2 separate regions of the Nomascus leucogenys genome follow, and region 1 is linked to region 2. The links are chromatin contacts, called in public Hi-C maps. All regions are on one chromosome and are shown on one strand. The core of a region is the stretch at or near the end of the contact, and the rest is flanking DNA. Distances in the headings are between cores, read along the strand shown. Region 1 holds the start of DNAJB12 (dnaJ homolog subfamily B member 12). Region 2 overlaps ASCC1 (activating signal cointegrator 1 complex subunit 1).

Region 1 (5,786 bases), core at 2,989-5,488, 230 kb after region 2:
TATGCTGGGGAAACTGAGGCCTACAAATGCTCTCGTGAGCTCGCTGGGAAATCTGGCACCTTCCACATTTGTTACAAAGCTTGAGTCAAAGCCAATGGCTACCAGGCTGCCAGCTGCTGGACACAAACTCCCAGAAAGGCACTGACTGGCTCCACCATCTCTAGCCTGTGACCTCCCAGCTTAGGGCCCAGCTACTGCTTTGCAGTTTAACTCAGTGCCTCCTTGTCCACCTCCTGCAGCAGGAGTTTCAAGTCTCCTCACATCCTTTTTGCTGCAAAGGCCAACAGTGTGAGGTCCCTCATCCTTTCAAGGTTGCTCTGAGCCTCCCCTCTCTCCTGACTCTCCCCTCTCTGCCCTTCCACTTCTCCAAAACCATCCTCTGCCCATGCTCTCAATCCTTCCCTTTTCAACTCTTAACTTGTCCTTTTCCTACGCGGTGCCTGCAGCGTCACACAGGGCTGCTCACCACCTGCTGCCATTACCTCTCCATGGCTACCTGGCCGCTGCCCTCTCCGGGGACTGCCTCGTCTTGTTGCTCCATCTCAATCTGTTGCTTCCTCTGCCTTTGCCTATGGGCTCAGGGCAGGTGTTGCCTGCCATTGTGCCTGCAGCAACTCTCTCCATGGTCTGTACTTTCCCACAGTGACCTCAGCCATGCACAACTCCAGTGAGCTCCAGGCTGATAGCTCCTTTGGACTGTCCCACTGGCACCTCCCACTCTGCTCATCTCTTCCCATCCCAGTTCTTCAGCTTGGTTTCTTCCTGGTCACAGGGGCTTCGATTCTGATTCCCCAGCATCCCATCTGATTCTGCTCTGCACCTCTCTCTCACACAGGCCTGGCGCCTCTTTTCCAGGGACCTTAACCTCATCCATACTGCCTTGTCCCAGGCTCTCAGAATATCCAACCTGCGCAAGGCAATTCTCTCCCATTGGCTCCCTGTCCTGAGTCTCTCTTCCCTCTCATTAACCTTTCATGCTGTTCTCTTTTAACAACAGTGCCCGTACTTTATTCCTGCTATCAAAAACCTCAATGGTTTCCTCACTAACTACAGAATAAGGTAAAAATACCTTGGCCTGATAGAAAAGGATTTCTATGATCTGGCCCCATTTTATTTTCCAAACTTAATCCTCTCTGTATACGAATTACCACCTCCACTGCCTCTAAATCTTGCTATACTTTTGATCTCTTCCCCCAAACATTACAACTTCCAGGTCCTCTGTCTTCTTCCAGGATGCCTTTCCTCAAGTCTCACACCTTCCTCCAAAGCACAGTTCAAATGCTAACTCCTGTCATCCCCAAAGAATTCCCTCGCTGTGAGAAAACATTATTTTTATGCACTTGCTACAGCACTCACTACACTGCTTATAATTTAATGTTCAGGAGATTGTCCTCCACACCTCCTGCCCACCATCAGACTGTGAACCCACGGATGATGGGGACTGATTTTTTCATGCCTGTCCTTAAGTCCTCAGCATCTAACCTTGGGCTTATTTTTTATTTAATTATGGTTCTGTCTTGTAATATTTGTTTCTGTAAGTTTGTCTCTTTCACTAGATTATAAGCTTTTTTGAGGTGAGGGATCACATTTTACCAATCTTGCTAGCACCAAGCAGAGGACTTTGCAAACAAAACATAAATGATCTTCAACAAAAGTCTGCTGCATTGAATGAGCATCTGGGATGAGCCTAAACCCAAAGCCATAGACCGCCACCTAATATATCTGTATTACTCCCCTGGGGAAGCAGGTAGCCCAGTGGGTAGCCCTGCCTTTTATTTTTGAAGTAAGATCTTTCCCTGTCCCAGACCCAAACTAATCCCAGGTCTTGTCAGCTCAGTGGAGGGCTGCAGATGGTAAAGTTTACACAGATGCATAAGGCGTATAGTCTCATGGTCTTTCCAGAAAAGCACAAATATGACAAATATGCAGGCAGATGATTCTTCTGTCTCAGCAAATTCCAGAGCCTGAGCCCCAGAGAGGACACTCCTTCAAGCTCCCGAACTGGTGCAGGGGACCTGCTGACAGAAAGATCCCGAGACCCTGTGGCCCATCCTTTCTTGGCTGCCTGCTCCTGAGCCCGCAGCAGCATCAGTGTCAGGCAGAATTCTGACAGCTGGAGGATACCACCCCACCACAGAATACGAATTAATTCACAGGGAGGCTCCTCGAGCAGGTTACCTCAGGTGTCCTGGCAAATACAGCCCGAAACCCTCTCCAAGGGGAGGCAAACAGGCCAAAGATCAACCTGCAAGAGTCCGGAGGGAGGAAAGTTCAGCAGTCCAGGCTACCTCTTCCGCCAGCGTTCTGCTTTCTCTTTTTTTTTTTTTTTGAGACGGAGTCTTGCTCTGTCGCCCAGGCTGGAGTGCAGTGGCGCAATCTTGGCTCACTGCAAGCTCCGCCTCCCGGGTTCACGCCATTCTCCTGCCTCAGCCTCTCCGAGTAGCTGGGACTACAGGCGCCCGCCACCACGCCCGGCTAATTTTTTTGTATTTTTAGTAGAGACGGGGTTTCACCGTGGTCTCGATGTCCTGACCTCGTGATCCGCCCGCCTCGGCCTCCCAAAGTGCTGGGATTACAAGCCTGAGCCACCGCGCCCGGCCTCCGCTTTCTCAATCTCATCAGGCGGGCTGGGCCGGTTAGGAGGCTGACTGCTGTTCCTCAATTTCATTTCTTTTCTTTCATAAACATTTACAGAGTCACAGAACTTTCCACTTTCTAGCTGTGTCGTCTTGGGCATCCCTTACCTCAGAGATTTTCCTCACCCATAGAATAAAGATAATGATCTTTGCTCTGCCTCCCTGACTGGCAGGCTCAAGTGAGAAGGCACAGGGGAAGGAGCTTCCTAAACTGCAAAGCCCTATGGGTATTATTGCCAATCACATTATCTGCGCCAACCCTCTAATCTTCCCGAGGAGGAAACCCCAGCTCAGGAAGGTCACGTGGTAGCCGTCAGGCTGAGACTGGGCCCTTCGGAGTGCCTGTTATTCCCAGACGGTTTACTAAGTGCTGATCACAAGCACCACCCGGTGTCTCTCTCCCCTCTAGCGTGGATTAAGAAAAACTCCTTGGAAAACTTAGGTTAAAGAAAAAAGAAAGGGCTCCCGGGTGAAGCGAGGTGATGAGTTGTAAAGCCAGCTTCACTCTTCCCTCCCTGGCTCAGGAGGCTCCTGTCCAGGGCCACTCAGCAGCCTCGGCGTCCACATGGCCGGCCGCCGCTGGACTCTTGCGGGCGATGGAGGACTGGCAGTGGCTGAGGTCAGCACCTCCCACCAGGCTACCCGCTCCGAATCTCATCATCGGCAGGAGTGAGGGGCCCGGCCTCAGGACAGTCCGAGGCGGCGGACTGGGGTGGGTGCAAAGGCCGGCTCGCATTTTGGGAGAGTGGTCCCTGACCCTCAGCCCGAGACGTGAGAGGGAGTGAAGATACAGAAGCGCCTTTCCCTGGCGCCCGAAGGACAGAAGTTTCTCCCTGTCTAGCGCCCATTCTCCCCCTCAAAGGAGTTATGTTTATTTTCCTGAACTATAATATTTCCCAGGCCGGCGACTGGCCTGGGCCACCGAACGGCCCCTTGGGAAAAGTAGTTCGAGTTCACTTCCAGGTAAGTTCCCTTCGTCCCGGCTGCCAGCGCGTTTCATTCTCGGAGACCTCAAACCCCAGGGAGCTCCGCCAGCACCCCGAAAGCTGAAGTCTCGGCCGCCCGCGTCTCCAGACGGCTCGCATCCCGCAGAGGAGCTCGAGGGAAAAACTACGCCTCCCAGCAGCCACCGCGCACCTCAGTGCGCAGGCGTAGCCGCGCCTCGCCACCCCTCCCCCTCCTCCAACTGCTCCAGTCGGTCCGTTCCCGTGTTCCCCCCATCAGTTCTAATGTCCCCAGTCTCTCCGGCACCTCACACTCACCACGAACTCGCGGCGTCGGATACAGCCGCTGTGCCTTCTCTAGGAAGCGGAGCGCCCGGTCGGGCTGGTTGCTCTGGATGGCCTTGAGGGCGATGCTGATACAGCGCTCAGCTTCATCCTTGTTGGATTCCATGGCGGAACCAGAGCGCGGAACCAGGGAGGGGGAGGCCGGGCGAGCGAAGGGCTGCGCCACCCGCCGGCGCGTCGCGGGCAGCCGGGCGCGGAGTGATGACATCCACCCTCCGCCCCTCCTTTCCCGAGATTTGAGCGAGGGTGGCAGCGCTACCGTATGTCTTCTAAGAAAGGGATGGCTGGCGTAGGTGTCAATAATGGTGCACGCCCAGATTCCATGTTCCGGAGGTCTTAGAATTGAGTATGCGCCAACCCTCTAATCTTCCCCAGGAGGAAACCCAAGCTCAGGAAGGTCACGTGGTAGCCGTAGGGATGAGACTGGGGCCTTCGGAGTGCCTGTTATTCCCAGACGGTTTACTAAGTGGTGATCTATATACGTAATGTAACTATATACGTTTCAGATGAAGGTTATTTATTCACTGAACAGATACTGAGTGCCCACTATTTGTGGGCATGGTTTTATTATGGGGATACAGGGATGAACAAAACAAAACCTCTGCTCTCATGGAGCTTACATTCCAGTGTGTGTAGGCGGGGGGAGCCCTCCAGATAGATTCAGATAGTGATAAAAGCTCTGAAGAAAAATTATGGAAAACACAGGGATAGAGAGTGGGAGGCGCTATTTTAAATAGCGCGATAAAAGAAACCTCTCAGAAGCTGTCATTAACAGGTACCAGAATTCAGGAATGATAACAGGTAGATGTGACTGTCCGGAGGAAGGGTGGTCGGGCCAGAGGAACAGCAAGTGCAAAGGCTCTGAAAAGGGAATTCTCTTGGTGAGTTATAACAGGATCAAGAAGGCGAATACACTCTAGGGAGCATAAAGATTCTACTACAGGCCGGGCGCGGTGGCTCACGCCTGTAATCCCAGCAATTTGGGAGGCCGAGGCGGGCGGATCACTTGAGGTCAGGAGTTCGAGACCAGCCTGACCAACATGGAGAAACCCCGTCTCTACTAAAAATACAAAATTAGCCGGGCATGGTGGCACATGCCTGTAATCCCACCTACTCGGGAGGCTGAGGCGGGAGAATCGCTTGAACCTGGGAGGCGGAGGTTGCGGTGAGCCAAGATCACACCATTGCACTCCACCCTGGGCAACAAGAGCGAAACTCCACCTAAAAAAAAGAAAAAAAAGATTCTACTACAGAGTGTAATCCAGTTCTATCATTATCCCGTTCTTCGAGGGCTATCACTCCAGTGAAAGCAATCTTGTGAAGGTTACCAGTGACCTCCACGTTGCCGAATCCCCTAGTCATCTGTCAGCCCTTACATTGCTTGGCCTTTCGGGCAGGATCTGGTGAGAGGCTACTACAGTAATCCGGATGAGAATCAGGAAGCTACTATTATAATACAGGTGAAAATTAATGGTAACTTGGATAAGGGTGATGGCGGAGGTGGTGAGTGGTAGTAAAATTCTGGATATATTTTGAAGACAGAATGACGCAATGGATGTGGGCTGTGAGAGCAAGGATTCAAGGATGATTCCAATGTTTTTGGCTTGATAACTGGAAGAAGAGAATTTCTATTTACTAAAACAAGGAAATGGAAAAGACTATAAAAGCAGTTTGGTGGGGGAATATTAAGTGTTTGATTCAGTTTGTGATGCTTTTTAGAATCAAGCAGAGATATAGACTAGGATGTTGTACATATGTAGGGTTTAGGCAAAAAGGAGCTGGAAATATAATTGTGGGGCCAGGCACAGTGGCTCACTCCTGTAATCCCAACATTTTGGGAGGCAAGGGGTGGGAGGATCAC
Region 2 (5,687 bases), core at 1,120-3,619:
GGCACAGTCCCATGCTATATATGTTCTTGCCCACCTCTACTATGCTCATCAGAATAAGCTAAAAGGTCTAAAAAAGAAGATATATCAGAGATTCTTTGATAGCCCATTCTAAGTAAACCTCAGAGATGCCACAATGCCGCTGATCACAAACTGTGCTATAGTTCTCTGGGGGACTTACCATTGGGGTCTTTCCTGAATAGTGTATTCATAACTGTAGCATGCAGTTTCACACTATTCCACTCTTTCACTATTAGTCCAGATGCCTGAAAACGTTCCAGCACTCGATCAACTAATTCTTGCAGCCTGGAGAAATTGGAGAAAAGTAGTGCAGAAATCTTAGTAAACTTCTGAACATGCGATTACTAATTCAACAATGTTTATGGATCCTGTGCTCTGTGCTAATCACTATACAAAGCCCTGCATCACAAGAGGAAGAAGAAGGACTCATCTCCCACCATCATGGAGCTAAAGCTCAGTCTTGTTTGTCTGCTTAACAGATAGTAGAAATAAATGATGGCAATATATTATGGTGAGTGTGAAGGGAGTGATCAACTCTACCTGGAGAGGGCCAGGTTTCCACAGGAGGTTTAGACATAGTCTGGAACTATCATTAAAGATTTGCAAATAACGCCAGGGAAGGAGGGGCACTTCAAGTAGAAGAAGAAATAGCATGTGCAAAGATGCCAAGGCACGCAAGATCACAGCATATTCAAAAAACTGTCAATTATTTACAATACAGCTATGACAGAGAGTAAGAGGAAAGGGACAATGGAGATGAGCTAAGTCTATAAGTAGTGGTCAGATTAGGGAAACCACAGAAAGACTTTCAAAAGGGAATAATGTGGTCTGATGTCCATTTTTGAAAGCTGACTCAATAGCAGAGTGGGAAGGGCTTTAGAAAAGGAACAGCTACAGAGGTCAGTCAGCTAGGTGGCTACTTCAACAGTCAACATCACCACGATGTGTCAGGCACTGTTCTAAGCACTTTTTATCTGTTAAATCATTTAATCCTCATAACCAATTATTATCCCTATTTACCAATACAGAAGTCAAGGCACAGAGTAGTTACAAAACTTGACCAAGGTCACAAAACTAAGTGGCAAATCCAAAATTAGAAGGGGCCGGGTGCAGTGGCTCATGCCTGTGATCCCAGCACCTTGGGAGGCTGAAGCAGGTGGATCAATTGAAGTCAGGAGTTCGAGACCAGCCTAGCCAACATGGTGAAATCCCGTCTCTACTAAAAATACAAAAATTAGCTGGGCATGGTGGCACATGCTTGTAATCCCAGTCACCTGGGAGGCTGAAGCAGGAGGACTGCTTGAACCCAGGAGGTAGAAACTGCAGTGAGCGGAGACTGTGCCACTGCACTTCAGCCTGGGTGACAGAGTGAGACTCCATCTCAAAACAAAACGAAAAAGAAAAACAAAATTAGAATGTATGCAGTCTGGCTTCAGAGTCCCTATTCCTAAGGACTGCACTATACAGGGGGAAATGGGGACAGGCATGGTGGCTCACACCTGTAATCCCAGAACTTTAGGAGGCTGAGGCGCAAGGATTGCTTGGGCCAGGGTCTGATACCAGCCTAGACAATATAGTGAGACTGTGTCTCTACAAAACATTTTTAAAAATTAGCCACCCATCGTGGCATGTGCCTACAGTCCTAGCTACCAGGAGGCTGAAGCAAGAAGACTGCTTGAGCCCAGGAGTTTAAGCCTGCATTAAGCCATGATTGCACCACTGCACTCCAGCCTGGGCGACAGAGCAAGATCCCATCTCAAAAATAAAGGGGGTGAGGAGGGGATGATGAAGATCTAAACCAAGCTTGTCCAACCCATGGCCTAGGACAGCTTTGAATGCAGCCCAAAAGAAATTCGTAAACTTTCTTAAAACATTGTAAGAATTTTTTGTATGATTTTTTTTTTTTTTTTAGCTCATCAGCCATCATTAGTGTTAGTGTATTTTATGTGTGGCCCAAGACAATTCCTTCTTCTTCCAATGTGGCCCAGGGAAACCAAAAGATTGGACACCCTGACTTAACTATGGTGGGGCAGTGAGAACTGAGACAAGGGAATGGGTTCACAAGAGCTATGTGAGAGAGAAGCTGGTGCCCATTTGGATCTGCCTGTGTTAAGGGAGAGGAAGTGGTTGAGAATGACTCCTAAAATGACCAGGTGGTTCATTAACCAAGGTGGGAGGCTGTGGGGAAGCAACTGCTTATTGTTCTGCTGTGTCATCTTGGGGAGGAGGTTAATACTGTGCAGGATTTTGCACATGTGGCACAGGATGCAAGTAGGACATGTCCAGGAAGAGAGATGGAAATACAGGCCTGGAGCCCAGGAGAAAATCTAGGCAAATGACAGATTTGGGAGTTGCCAGTGTAGCAACAGTAGTTAAAAGCATGGGATAGATGCTCTTAACATGGCGAAACCCCATCTCTACTAAAAATACAAAAATTAGCCAGGTGGTAGTGGCGCATGCATGGTGGCCCACACCTGTCATCCCAGCACTTTGGGAGGCCAAAGAGGGAAGATCACTTGAGGCCAGAAGTTCAAGACTCACTTGAGCAATATAGCGATACCTCATCTCTACAAAAAAATTTTCAAAAATTAGCTGGGCATGGTGGTATGCACTTGTAGTCCCAGCAACTTGGGAGGCTGAGGCAGGAGGATAGCTTGACCCCAGGAGTTCAAGGCTGCAGTGAGCTGTGATTGTGCCACTGCACTCTAGCCTGGGCAGCAGAGTGAGATCACGTGTCTTAAAAAAAGAAAAACAACAACAACAAAAAACAATCCTCATTTTCCTATGGCCTTCCAAGTAAGAGTCCAATCCTGCCTGACCCATGTGGCCTTCACAGCTTGGCTTCAGCCGGCCTTTCTGTTTCATTGCTGCCCTTCCCTTTCTACAGATTTTCTCCAGTCCTTGAATGTATTGTGTTCTTTGATACTGAATCTCTCAATTACTTAGGACAAACATTCTTTTAGAATCACCTTCACTTCTTTGACTCCCTTATACCAGGGAATCTCACTTCTCACCACTTCCAGTGCCACTGTCCCAGCCACCTGGGAACCAGCAAAACAACTGTTAAGGATGAGGAAATAAGAACAGGAAGACTTCAGAGAGGCTGAAATGAGAATTACAAGCAGGAAAAAAGGAATAACCATACAGTACAACACTCGAGAAAAGAAAAAAAGCAAAAATATGCCTCCTTGTTTCTCACAATTAGAGTTCTCTATCAGAGCAGTTTTGCTGGCACACTGGGGGTAGAAATCTTGTGACGGGGGACCAAGGGAGGAGAAAGAGAGGAGGGAAGGCAGGAAGTGAACATAACTCTGTCAAGAAACTTGAAGGAGAGAAACGAATACCTGGGGAATCTGAAGATACAGAGTTGAGTGAGGGCTGTGTGTGTTTTCCATGAGGACAAAAAGTTGAAAATGCTTACTGACAAGAAGTTATCCAACAGAGAAAGAAAAGGAAACCAGGCAATAGGGGAAATGGACAGAACAAGACCTCAAAGGATGGTGTGTTCATAGGTGATAGGAACACAGCAGTGAACAAAATAAGCCCCACCCTTGTGCAGCTCACATTCCGGTAGGAGGAATGAACAAACACACATGCACACCTCAGGGTGCCACATGCCTTGAAGGAGATGAAACAGCAGAGAGGGAGTAGAGTGTGAATGGTGGTGGGTGCACTATGTTAAGTAGAGTGATCAGGAACGGTCTCCCTAATAAAGTAACATTTGACAGAGACCTGAGGGAAAAGCATTCTGGAGAGAGGAAACAGCAAATACACATATCTGAGACGGGCATAGGCACAGTAGGACTGAGGAACAGAAAGGATGCCAGTATCTGCAGTGAAATTAGGAAGAGAGAACTGACGAGGTCGGAGAGGTGTGCCCAGGTTAGCCAAAGCTCTCAGGCCCGTGGAAGGACTTCAGTAGTTACAGAGTGAGGTGGGAGCTTTTGGAGGGTGTTCGGCAGAAGACTGACATGATCTGGCTGCTGTGTGGAGGACGGACAGCAGTGGAGGCAGGATAGAAGCAGGAAGGCAGTTAGGAGGCTGTGGCAATCACCCAGATGGCTGGGACAGTGTCACTGGAAGTGGTGAGAAGTGAGATTCCCTGGTATAAGGGAGTCGAAGAAGTGAAGGTGATTCTAAAAGAATGTTTCTCCTGAGTATATGAGAGATTGAATGTCAAAGAACACAACACATTCAAGGACTGGAGAAAATCTGTAGAAAGGGAAGGGCAGGCTGAAGCCAAGCTGTGAAGGCCACATGGGTCAGGCAGGATTGGACTCTTATTTGGTAGGCCATAGGAAACCGAGGGTTGTTTTTTGTTGTTGTTGTTTTAAGAGACATGATCTCACTCTGCTGCCCAGGCTAGAGTGCAGTAGCACAATCACAGCTAACTGCAGCCTTGAACTCCTGGGGTCAAGCTATCCTCCTGCCTCAGCCTCCCCAGTTGTTGGGACTACAAGTGAATGCCACTGAGAGGTGAAGCCAGCTGGACTTCCTGGGTTGAGTGGGGACTTGGAGAACTTTTCTGTCTAGCTAGAGGATTGTAAGTGCAACAATCAGCACTCTGTAAAAACGCACCAATCAGCACTCTGTGTCTAGCTAAAGGACTGTAAACTCACCAATCAGCACTCTGTAAAAACGCACCAATCAGCGCTCTGTGTCTAGCTAAAGGATTGTAAACTCACCAATCAGCACTCTGTAAAAATGCACCAATCAGCGCTCTGTGTCTAGCTAAAGGATTGTAAATGCACCAATCAGCACTCTGTGAAAACGCACCAATCAGCGCTCTGTGTCTACCTAAAGGATTGTAAATGCACCAACCAGCACTCTGTAAAAATGCACCAAGCAGCGCTCTGTGTCTAGCTAAAGGATTATAAACGCACCAATCGGCACTCTGTAAAATGGGCCAATCAGCACTCTGTAAAATGGACCAATCAGCACTCTGTAAAATGGACCAATCCAGCTCTCTGTAAAATGGACCAATCAGCAGGATGTGAGTGGGGCCAAATAAGGGAATAAAAGCTGGCCACCCAAGCCAGCAGCCGCAACCCACTTGGGTCCCCGTTCCACGCTGTGGAAGCTTTGTTCTTTCGCTCTTCACAATCAATCTTGTTGCTGCTCACTCTTTGTGTCCGCACTACCCCTATAGCTCTAACACTCACCACGAGGGTCTGCGGCTTCATTCCTGAAGTCAGCGAGACCATGAGCCTACCAGGAGGAACAAACAACTCTGGATGTGCCACCTTTAAGAGCTGTAACACTCACTGCGAAGGTCTGCAGCTTCACTCCTGAAGTCAGCAAGACCATGAACCCACTGGCAGGAAGAAACTCCAGACATATCTGAACATCTGAAGGAACAAACTCCAGACATACCATCTTTAAGAACTGTAACACTCACCACGAGGGTCCGCATCTTCATTCTTGAAGTCAGCAAGACCAAGAACTCACCAGAAGGAACCAATTCTGGATACACCACCATGCCCAGTTAATTTTTTTTTTAACTTTTTGTAGAGACGGGGTATCACTATATTGCTCAAGCAGGTCTTGAACTCCTGGCCTCCAGCGATCTTCCCTCCTTGGCCTCCCAAAATGCTGGGACGACAGGTGTGAGCCACCATGCCAGGCCATCAATGACAGTTTTTAAGAAGCAAGAAACAGGTCAAGCATGG

Evidence for each region. Hi-C and Micro-C count contacts between places; a contact is called where the count stands out from the background.
Region 1: a contact with region 2 is called in a Hi-C map of an unstated tissue, with 2.7 times the contacts expected there. The contact joins the promoter of DNAJB12 here to the enhancer-like site in region 2. A contact is called at or near these places in 2 of 4 Hi-C or Micro-C datasets (a lymphoblastoid cell line and an unstated tissue).

What each region holds. Positions count from the first base shown.
Region 1 is chr18:22,390,428-22,396,213 of Asia_NLE_v1, forward strand. DNAJB12 (dnaJ homolog subfamily B member 12) reads right to left here and starts at 4,239. Exons shown (of 9, transcript XM_030798200.1): 1 at 3,899-4,239. The coding sequence starts at 4,133.
Region 2 is chr18:22,164,277-22,169,963 of Asia_NLE_v1, forward strand. ASCC1 (activating signal cointegrator 1 complex subunit 1) reads right to left here. Exons shown (of 10, transcript XM_003271218.3): 8 at 179-303. Among named protein-coding and RNA genes, the nearest start is that of SPOCK2, 46 kb to the left of the region's middle. Within about 2 kb of position 2,370, the one cell type or tissue checked has an H3K27ac peak away from gene starts, as active enhancers do. A contact at or near this core is called in a lymphoblastoid cell line, where this site is marked.